3 separate regions of the Mus musculus genome follow, and all the other regions are linked to region 1. The links are chromatin contacts, called in public HiChIP or PLAC-seq and promoter capture Hi-C maps. All regions are on one chromosome and are shown on one strand. The core of a region is the stretch at or near the end of the contact, and the rest is flanking DNA. Distances in the headings are between cores, read along the strand shown.

Region 1 (3,115 bases), core at 99-2,598:
CCCATCTACTAGGTGAACCCGCTTCTCCAGGTGAGTGTCTACAGCTTTTCTTGCCCTGGAGAAAACTAATATAATAGCCCATCCTTCCCCATCGGTTTGTGAGAACAGCCAGCCCCAACAGCCAGCTCCGAGAAAGCTGATGGGCAGTCCCCTGGCGCATCTGCAAGCACATGGTTCCTCTCTTTGAAGCACCGTTCCACCTGCGCCATCCCGGGGAGGCTACCAAGTGGCCGAGGCAGAGTTCACCTTCGGGGACCGGCCCCGGAACACCGAACTGTCGTCCCTGGAGAGCGAGGAGGCCGAGCTGATCCTGCGCACCTGGCGCCCGGCGCGCGCGCACAGCCCGAACCGGGCCCGGGCGCGGAATGAGCGGTCCAACAGGAGGTAGATGACCGGGTTCGCACTGCTATTGACGAAAGCCAGGCAGGTGGTGACAGTCAGACCCCAGCGCAGAGCCAGCAGCAGGGAGCAGGGCAGCGGCAGCGCCTGGAGCCGCGCCAGGTGGAAGAGGGAGCGCAGGACGCCGAAGGGCAGCCAGCAGCCCACGAAGACGCTCTCCACGGTGAAGATGATGCGCAGGGAGTTGCTCCGGGCCCTACCGACGCGCGGCAGGCGGCGCGACACGCGCCAGTAGCAGATCAGGGTGACAGCCAGCGGCAGCGCGAAGGTCAGTAGCAGCAGCAGCAGCCCGACACCCTGGAGCGCTTCCCAGGGCTCTTCGGCGCACTGGCTGCCCACGCCGTCCAGGCTCGGCTGCAGTCCCCGGTAGAGCAAGGCCGGCAAACCCGCCAGGAACGCCGCAGCCCAGGCGGCGCCGCACACGGCTCGCACACAGCGCGCGCTCCGCAGCGGGCGCGCGCTCAGCGGCCGGCCCACCGCCAGGTAGCGGTCCACGCTCATGCCCGCCAGCAGCAGCGCGCCCGCGCAGCGCGTGACCGCCAGCGCGAAGCTGCTGACTTTGCACAGGCCGTCGCCGAAGGGCCAGAGGCCGCCGCGCGCCTCTGCCGCGGCCCACAGCGGCAGCGTGAGCACGAAGCCCAGGTCGGCGGCCGCCAAGTGCAGCACGAAGGTGTCCACCAGCCGCCGCGGCCCGCGCTGCCGGCTCAGTAGCCACACCACGAAGGCGTTGCCCGGCAGGCCCACGGCGAAGGCCGCCAGGTAGAGCGCTGGGATGATGGCGTGGCCGTAAGGCAGGTTCCAAGCAGGGCACAACTCCACTTGGTCCAGGGAGCCCGAGCCCGAATAGTCCCAGGACAACGTGCCCCAGCTAGGACTCCAGGGTTCGGTGGACTGCATGGCCGGGGTCACCGGGCCGGCGTGCATCCTGGCGCAGGGCGGCTGCCCTCTCTGAGCAGGAGGGGGTTTGCTTTTCACAGCCTGTGCCCAGCACCTCCCTCCCTCCCTTCCTGCCACCCTAGGCCGAGGCTTTGGGGTGAGAAGAGTGTGGGGCTGGGAGGGGCAGGCCTCTGTGGTGGTGATGTTACCTTCCAAGTTGGGGCTGACCCAAAGGGAAGGGCACAACTGGGTATTGTGAGATGTCCTTAGGGCTGAGAGAACTGCGGCCACTCAGAATTGGTGGCTCATCATTTCTGGGTGCTTGGCCTAGTATCTGGGGGAAGGGAGTGGGACTCTGAGATAGGGTGCAAGGGGCAGTGGGTGCCGTAGAGCCCTAACCTGTTCTCGATTCTCACCAGGCGTTTCTTTTCTAGTTTTTAGAGGGGGGGTGGAGGGTGGGGAGACAGACCAGGCATGAGGGTTTCTGAGGGAGGGCAACGCCTCGGCTTCCTTCTCTAATCTGCTCTGCTGTGTAGCACTTGAAGGGGTCTGAAGGTTGAGGGAGATTCCCTTGGTGCCCGATCAAGAATTGGCACCACAGTTCTTGGACTAATTAATAGCCTCCTAGGATAAAAGACTAGACGTGTCACCTGGAGTGACACTTCTGTCCTGGTCCAGGCCTCATGGAGCCGTGTGGAAAGGGTCTAAGCTAGAGACAGAAAGTGTAATCAGGTGGCCCTGCTGGAAGGGGGCCAGGCCCCTGGGTTAACCCTCCTCCTCCTCCTCCCCATACTTCAAAATCTAGCTGATAAGTCAAACAGGGTTATAACCTCTATACAAAAGATGACACAAAATGGCCCCTAACAATCCAACAGATTTGCTATTCTAAATCATGAGACAGTAGCTCTGAGAGTTCTTGTGAACTGATGGGAAAGGGTTTGTGGCTAAAGGGGTGCAGGATGTCTAAGCTTTGTTCCTTCCCATTCCACTCTCAGGGGACCTCTCTGTGCAGCAGGCACTGGCTTCCTCTGCATTGCAAGAAATGCATTCTTGACCTCAGATCCCTTCTCGAGGAGGGGAGAGACACAGGCTGTGTGTGCAACGGCCAGCCTGCCATCAGTCAAACTGTGGTACAGGTTTAAAACCACGTCCACTCAGCGCTTAGAAGGAGGAGCTGTTCATGCTTCGGGGAAAAGGTCCGCAGAAGGGGCGACAGTTCAGGTCGGGTCTAGGAAGGGGTTAAAGGTCAAAAGGAATGGCAAAGCAGAGAGGATGAGCCAGCCCAGGAAGGGATAAAAAAGCAAGTATACTGAGACATGCAGGAAGACACTGGCAGGCTGTGGCCTGATCCTGAAGGCTTTGGGCATCAGTCTGATTTGGCAGGACTGTATGAGTCACAGAGGGGGAAGGCTCATCAAGCCACAGGGACTCCACAGGGGGCTGTTGTATTCATGAAGGAGTTAGATGGTGGTTGTTTTATTTTAGGGGGGGTAAGATCTTTCACTCTCATTAGGCAAGAGTCCTGCCACTGAGTGACATAGTTATTGACACTAGGGACAGAAAAGAGAGGATGTGTCAGGAGATACAGTACAGGTCTCCATGTGGAGAGACTGGAGGGAGATCTGGGATGTCTCTTCTTTGGAACAGTGTGGTAGCTGTCTCTGTCCTTATAGGGCCAGAGCACAGAAGGGCAGCTGTGTGTGCACCCAGATTGACATTGATTGGAAGTAGGATGCTAACATCACTTATGATCCAAACCTAGGCACGTCTGAGAGTGAAAGAGGCATCGTCAGCAATGGATCCCGTGGCTCCATTCTGGGAGCCTCAGGACCCCACCTGG
Region 2 (2,724 bases), core at 24-2,523, 48 kb before region 1:
CTGAGGCTCTGCATTTATCCATGGCATGAGGGCAGAATAAGAAGAGAAAAGAAAAGAAAAGAAAAGAAAAGAAAAGAAAAGAAAAGAAGAAAAGAAAAGAAAAGAAGAGGGGAGGGGAGGGGAGGGGAGGGGAGGGGAGGGGAGGGGGGAAAGGGGAGGGGGAAGAAAAGAAGAGAAGAGAAGAGAAGAGAAGAGAAGAGAAAAAACAAACAAACAAACAAAACAGAACCACAAGAACTGACTGGACAGTGCCCATGCTAGGTCCTGTTTGCTAGTTTCCCATTTTATCTCCTGTTTCTGGGGAAAGTGCACAACCCCCCTTGAAGAACCCTGACTCCTTATGGGTCATGCAGGCACCAGCCAAGGATCTCCTGTGGCAATCTCAGACTCAAGCTGGCTCCCAGGGAAGTTTCTATCTGTGGTTCTGATGTCTTAAGGTCAGGTTCTGAAGCTGTTCTTAGCAGAGGGTTCTTTCCCATTCTCTAGGATGTCCCTTCTGCCATCCAGGAGGGGAGGCTAAGGACTCTAACGTGCCTGCAACTCCCAGACATGGATGCTCAGGTGTAGAGCTAGCCTATGGACTGAAACTGAAAGGAGTTATGCCCAACCAGTTCCTCACACTGGCACATTTCAAGGCTGGCTGCTTACAAGAACTTAGCTATCCCCCATTTTTTCTTAACAGCCTCCCATATCTATATATCTATAGCTATATAGATATATAGATACTTCAACCTCTTTGCCACCTAGAAAGATTATTACAACAGAACCCTCTGATCAAGCTTTACCTGGAATTGGGGGTGGGAACTGGAGAGATGGCTCAACGGTTAAAAGTGCTCACGGTAACTCCAGTTCCAGGGAAGCTGATGCCCTCATCTAGCCAAAGTGGGCACTGCACACACATGGTACGCCCATATACATTTAAAAAAAAAAACCCTAAAATGTATTTTTCTGGGCCTAACAGATGACAGATGGCTAAAACACAAAACCAAATACCTGCCTGACAAGTGTGAAACCCTGGGTTCCATCCCCAACACAGGAAAAATAAAGTTCAAACTTACCACAAAATAAGTTACATCCAAAATCAAGTCCTTACTGGCCACAGTTAATAGCTACATTGATGTTCAGGTCTGAGATAAGGATGCCCACAGCTTCTCTAGAGGCCCTGGAACTCTCTTCCCTTCCCACCCAACCCCTAGCATGGAACAACCCCCAGCCTAATAAAGCCAGGTCCTTGAAAGCCAGATTCCTACAGTCTCTAGGGCTGGCCACCAAGTGCAGCACTGGCGTCACCCCTGCATAGCCATCTGCCTGGCCCTTTGTGACCTACCTCTTCCTTGACTGTGGAGAGGGACAGGCAAAACAGAGACCCCTTTCTCTGCCTGACACAGAGCTGCTACCTCAGACTCAGGCCACAAGCTCTCCAGAAACTGTAGCCATAGCAGGCGCTCTGCTCTCAAGTCCTGAGCACCCCCTACAGGGCAGCAGAAAAAGTTGCAGCCTCCCTCCAACACCCCTCTCCTCCTACTACCCCTCCCTCTCCACCTTTTGCAAAAACACAGAAGGGGTCTTATGGAGAGCCCCTCCTTACCCAAGGAACGCCTGTTTTTCCAGCCACAAGAACAATTTCAAATAAGCCTCAAACCACTGAGCCTGGGCCATCTGAAGCCAGAGAAAAAGGGATCACAAAGCGCTGAAGTGCCTTCCAAGGTTACTCCATGGAGCTGCCATGAGGGTGCTGAAAATGGAATCTGGGCTTTCCAGATTTTAACAGTTGAGCTAAAAGTTCAGGCTCTGGAGACCTTGAGGAGCTTTGCTGGATTCCCTGTGCTCAGAGAAGCAGCTTGAGTTTCTGTCTGTCACTCTGCTTGCTCCCTAGAGTCATGACCAAACCAGGCAGCCATCTCAAGGAGCCCACTCTGTGCTTGGTCAAAACAAACAAACAAACAAAAAAAACAACTCAGCACACACACAGAATCCTTCATCCTCAGCTGGGCCAATCAGATTTTATTGAAGTATTTGGCACAAGGTTGCCCTGTAACGGAGGGCACCGCCACGGTGCAACCACACGAGATAGCTGTTAGGTAAGACCAATAAGTTAATTAATGTGAAGGATGCTCAGGTGTGGGGAGGCACTAGCACTCAGAAGTCTCTCAGCTCTGTGGCTCAGGATCTAAGGCACTTAGGGATCCAGAGAATACACTGGGTTGGGGGGGGGGCATCTATGCACTGGGGAAGGGGCTCAGAAGCCATACAATATGGCAAGTGGAGGTTGGGACTACTGTAGGGTATGGGAAGAACACCATGACAGAAATGCCTGTGCCCTGAAGGGGAGAGGAGAGTTCTGCCCAGCATCTGGGAAACAAGGGAAGAGTCCCTGTTGAGGGAGTCCCACATCCGGCCTCCAGCCTTAAGAAGCAACAGGTATCTCAGAAAGAGGGCCCAGAGCATATGGGACGTCTCAAGGGGCCCTCTATGCCACTTGTCCTACATAAGGAGACAAATGCTGTCGATTAGTCCAGCTCGACATTAGTCCAAAAGGCCAGACTCTGGGGGATAAAGCATAATCATGTTATTAAAGAATAAGACAAATCACAGATATAAATCCTCAGGTCAGGACTTCTGGGAAACACATGTAAAAAAACCGAAAGGTCTCAGCTCTGCATCATCGGCCTGCGATGAGGGGAGGGGAGATGAAAGAAGCACTTAAGGGTGAGGGGGTCCTCG
Region 3 (2,893 bases), core at 136-2,635, 55 kb after region 1:
TTGGTTTTTCTTTAGTGTACAAGTGGGGGCTAGCTGTGTGCCTGTGTGAAAAGCTGTTTTGAGTGTATAGGGAAATGTAAAGAAACTGAAATAACAATTTTGACAGAGAATAACAAAGGTGAATGGTTTGCATTACAGACTGCAAGACTCTCTGGACAAACTGATACAGGATAGTATCAGCCTGGGCTAGAGACCTGTCACTCCAAAAAATAAAACAATAAAGTGTAGCACACAGAATGACTATCAGAGCCTAGGAGGAATGTCGGGAGGGAAAATAGAAGAGATCTACTGGGGACAGAGGCTCATGTGGATAAAAGGAAAAACTCCATGTTCTATAGCACAATGAACTAACTGATTGACTATGAGTATTTCTAGACAGCTAGTAGAAGGGGATTGTTAAATTCTTAATCGAGTTAGGATCACAAGAACCCATGAAAATGACAGATGGTTGTGGATGCATGTCTATAATTCTAGCCTTAGAAAGTAGGAACAGAAAAAATCCCCAGAGCAAGCAATCTATAAGGCCAGCCCAGAGATCTCTGGGTTTAACTGAGAGATCTGCCTTATTGAAGACAGTGGAAGAGTGGCGATTCCTATCCACCTCAGGCCTCCACATGTAAACGCATCCTCTGGTACTCACCCACATATATACAGATATGAACACACACATTACACACACATACTAAAAAAGAAGTGTGTGTATGTGTGTGTGTGTGTGGGGGGGGCAGGGGAGTCAGGAAAGGGATGTTAATTTTCCTACCATAAAGGAATGACGAATGTCTGGAGCAACAGGTATGCAATTACTATGAACCTGTAATTATACATTGTGTTTATATATCGAAATGGCATGCTTATCCCACAAATATGTACAGGTACTATGTATTGATTCAGAACAATTTTTCAAATGTGAATAAACATTTAATTTCTCATCATAAAATTTCAAATAAAAAATATCTCAAAGTAATCTAAAAGTTTCTCAAGGAACATTTTTATAGGTTTACAGTCAGTTTGGTTTTATGTTTGCAATGTTGACAGAAGCTTATTATAGAGGAATACAGTCTAAGTAAGAAATAAAATCTAAAAATACTCTTTAGACTTAGTTTTAATCATTTAATAATTAAGACTTTAAGGAATTAATGAAATTCCAATGAACCAATCAGATATGTTAACATGTTAACAGGAAAAACTAACCATCAAGACCATGAGCCAGGGGCTCCATTAAAAGCTCCTGAGAGTAAATTGCATTTAACAAGTCGCAGCTTAAGTGAAGAGAGTGTGTTTTCAAGAATATACTCAAATGAGCTGAACAGGCTTCTGTTTATGACAGCGTACACACAGCAGCTCAGGAGCGTCCAGCGCTGCTCAGCTAACTGCTGCTACCTGGGCCCTCAGCGGAAAATGGCACCCACGTTCTCTCCCTGCACAAGATGGCATGCCTACTGCATTGCAACCAGTTATGTATGTTGTATTTCTAAATGTCTGTTTTTTATAGTTTTCCAAATTTGTAAGTTTTCCAAGAATACTTGCTTCTAAGCCAAAAACTGTGCCTCAAACTTCAAAATCTAAAACAAGTTCCAAAGGTACACTAAACTGTTTTTTATTATCTCAAAATCAGCACCCGAGAAAGCTGCGTGAACCTGCAGAAACTCTGAGGGGAAGCTTGCCCCATAATCTTTTCCAGGTGGCTGTGTGGCATCAGCTTTATCAGAAGACAAGATGGAGTGACACTGTGACATCACTGTGGCTGTCTCCTAATAGCCTAGCAAGTAGAGAGGCTTGTCTCCCAAGAGCTCTGTGTGCAAAGGAGGCCTGAAGGATCACTAGACACTGACTTCAGAGCTACAGAGACAAACAGCAACAGGGAGCTGTTGAGGTCTGAATGAAAATGGCCCAACAGGTGCACAGGGAGTGGCACTGAAAGGGTTAAAAAATGTGGCCTTGTTGGAGTGGGTGTGGCTTTCTTAGAGGAAGCTTGTCACTAGGGGTAGGCTTTGAGGTTTTAAAAGCCCAGGCCATGCCCAGCATCTTACTCTCAGTGCTGCCTGCCAATGCAGATGTAGAACTCTCAGCTCCTTGTCCAGCACCACATCTTCACACTACCATGCTTTCTGCCATGACAGTAACTGTCTAAACTATAAACTTGTAAGCCAGCCCCAATTAAATGTTTTCTTTTATAGGAGTTGCTGTGGTCATAGCATCTCTTCACAAGAACAGAAACCCTAACAAAGACAGGGGCTCTAATCCTTTACCTCAGCAAACCAGAAACCTTTGAGCTCTGAGCCCAAGCCTAACAGAGCACAGCAAGACTGCATCCTTTTGTTTGTTTGTTGGAAAAGTGATATGATCTTGCCAAATGTATTTAATTCTTAAAAACTCACTAATATATCAAATGTTTGCTGATTTTGCATCTCCTTGGCTAGGCTCTAAGAACATGGTGATAATCAGGACCCGCAGGCCCTGTCTTCACAGAAGGGGTTCTGCGTAAAAGCAGTTCGGGGTTACTCAGCGGGGTGGGACGACTGCGGAGAAACTTTACTTTAGCTTCATTCTATAGGAATAAGATGAAATCTACTAGGGATCTTACCTTTTTAAACAATTTTTTAAGTTAAAAAAAGAGGGCATACAGAACTCTCCTGGTCTATGGGAAACACGTATGCATATGGTGCAGATATACAAGCAGGAGAAACACCCACATACATGAAATAACAAAATAACAATTTTTAAGAGTAAAAAGCTGGGCACAGTCACAGGGATCTGTAATCCCAGCTCAAGGGGAACAGAGGCAGGCCAAGTTCTGGGCACCTGCTTGCCAGCCAGCGGTTCTATGAATGACTCCACCTCCAAAGAGAAAGGACATCATGATACTGACTTCTGACTTCCACATGAGGCCAAA

The links. HiChIP or PLAC-seq counts read pairs in DNA pulled down with a chosen protein or histone mark. Capture Hi-C pulls out chosen DNA fragments and counts their contacts.
Region 2: a contact with region 1 is called in a promoter capture Hi-C map of adipose tissue. The contact joins the promoter of Mroh3 here to the promoter of Gpr25 in region 1. A contact is called at or near these places in 5 of 39 promoter capture datasets (the SN4741 cell line, embryonic stem cells and hematopoietic stem and progenitor cells), 1 of 15 datasets of contacts at CTCF or cohesin (the NIH/3T3 cell line), 3 of 484 Hi-C or Micro-C datasets (the G1E-ER4 cell line, female germline stem cells and trophoblast stem cells), 7 of 115 datasets of contacts at active chromatin or transcription factors (the SCID.adh cell line, embryonic stem cells, kidney and 1 more) and 4 of 9 other capture datasets (adipose tissue, embryonic stem cells, liver and 1 more).
Region 3: a contact with region 1 is called in an H3K4me3 HiChIP or PLAC-seq map of the SCID.adh cell line, with 18 read pairs. The contact joins the enhancer-like site here to the promoter of Gpr25 in region 1. A contact is called at or near these places in 1 of 39 promoter capture datasets (frontonasal cranial neural crest), 2 of 115 datasets of contacts at active chromatin or transcription factors (the SCID.adh cell line and embryonic stem cells) and 2 of 9 other capture datasets (adipose tissue and liver).

Annotation. Positions count from the first base shown.
Region 1 is chr1:136,259,578-136,262,692 of GRCm38.p6, forward strand. Gpr25 (G protein-coupled receptor 25) reads right to left here and starts at 1,349. Exons shown (of 1, transcript NM_001101516.2): 1 at 1-1,349. The coding sequence starts at 1,296. The coding sequence ends at 220.
Region 2 is chr1:136,211,547-136,214,270 of GRCm38.p6, forward strand. Mroh3 (maestro heat-like repeat family member 3) reads right to left here and starts at 1,274. Exons shown (of 23, transcript NM_001329610.2): 1 at 1,059-1,274. Inava (innate immunity activator) reads right to left here. Exons shown (of 10, transcript NM_028872.3): 10 at 1,976-2,724.
Region 3 is chr1:136,314,561-136,317,453 of GRCm38.p6, forward strand. The region is part of intron 2 of Camsap2 (calmodulin regulated spectrin-associated protein family, member 2); the gene reads right to left. Among named protein-coding and RNA genes, the nearest start is that of Camsap2, 30 kb to the right of the region's middle. Within about 2 kb of position 1,386, at least 4 of the 459 cell types and tissues checked have an H3K27ac peak or open chromatin away from gene starts, as enhancers often do. A contact at or near this core is called in the SCID.adh cell line, where this site is marked.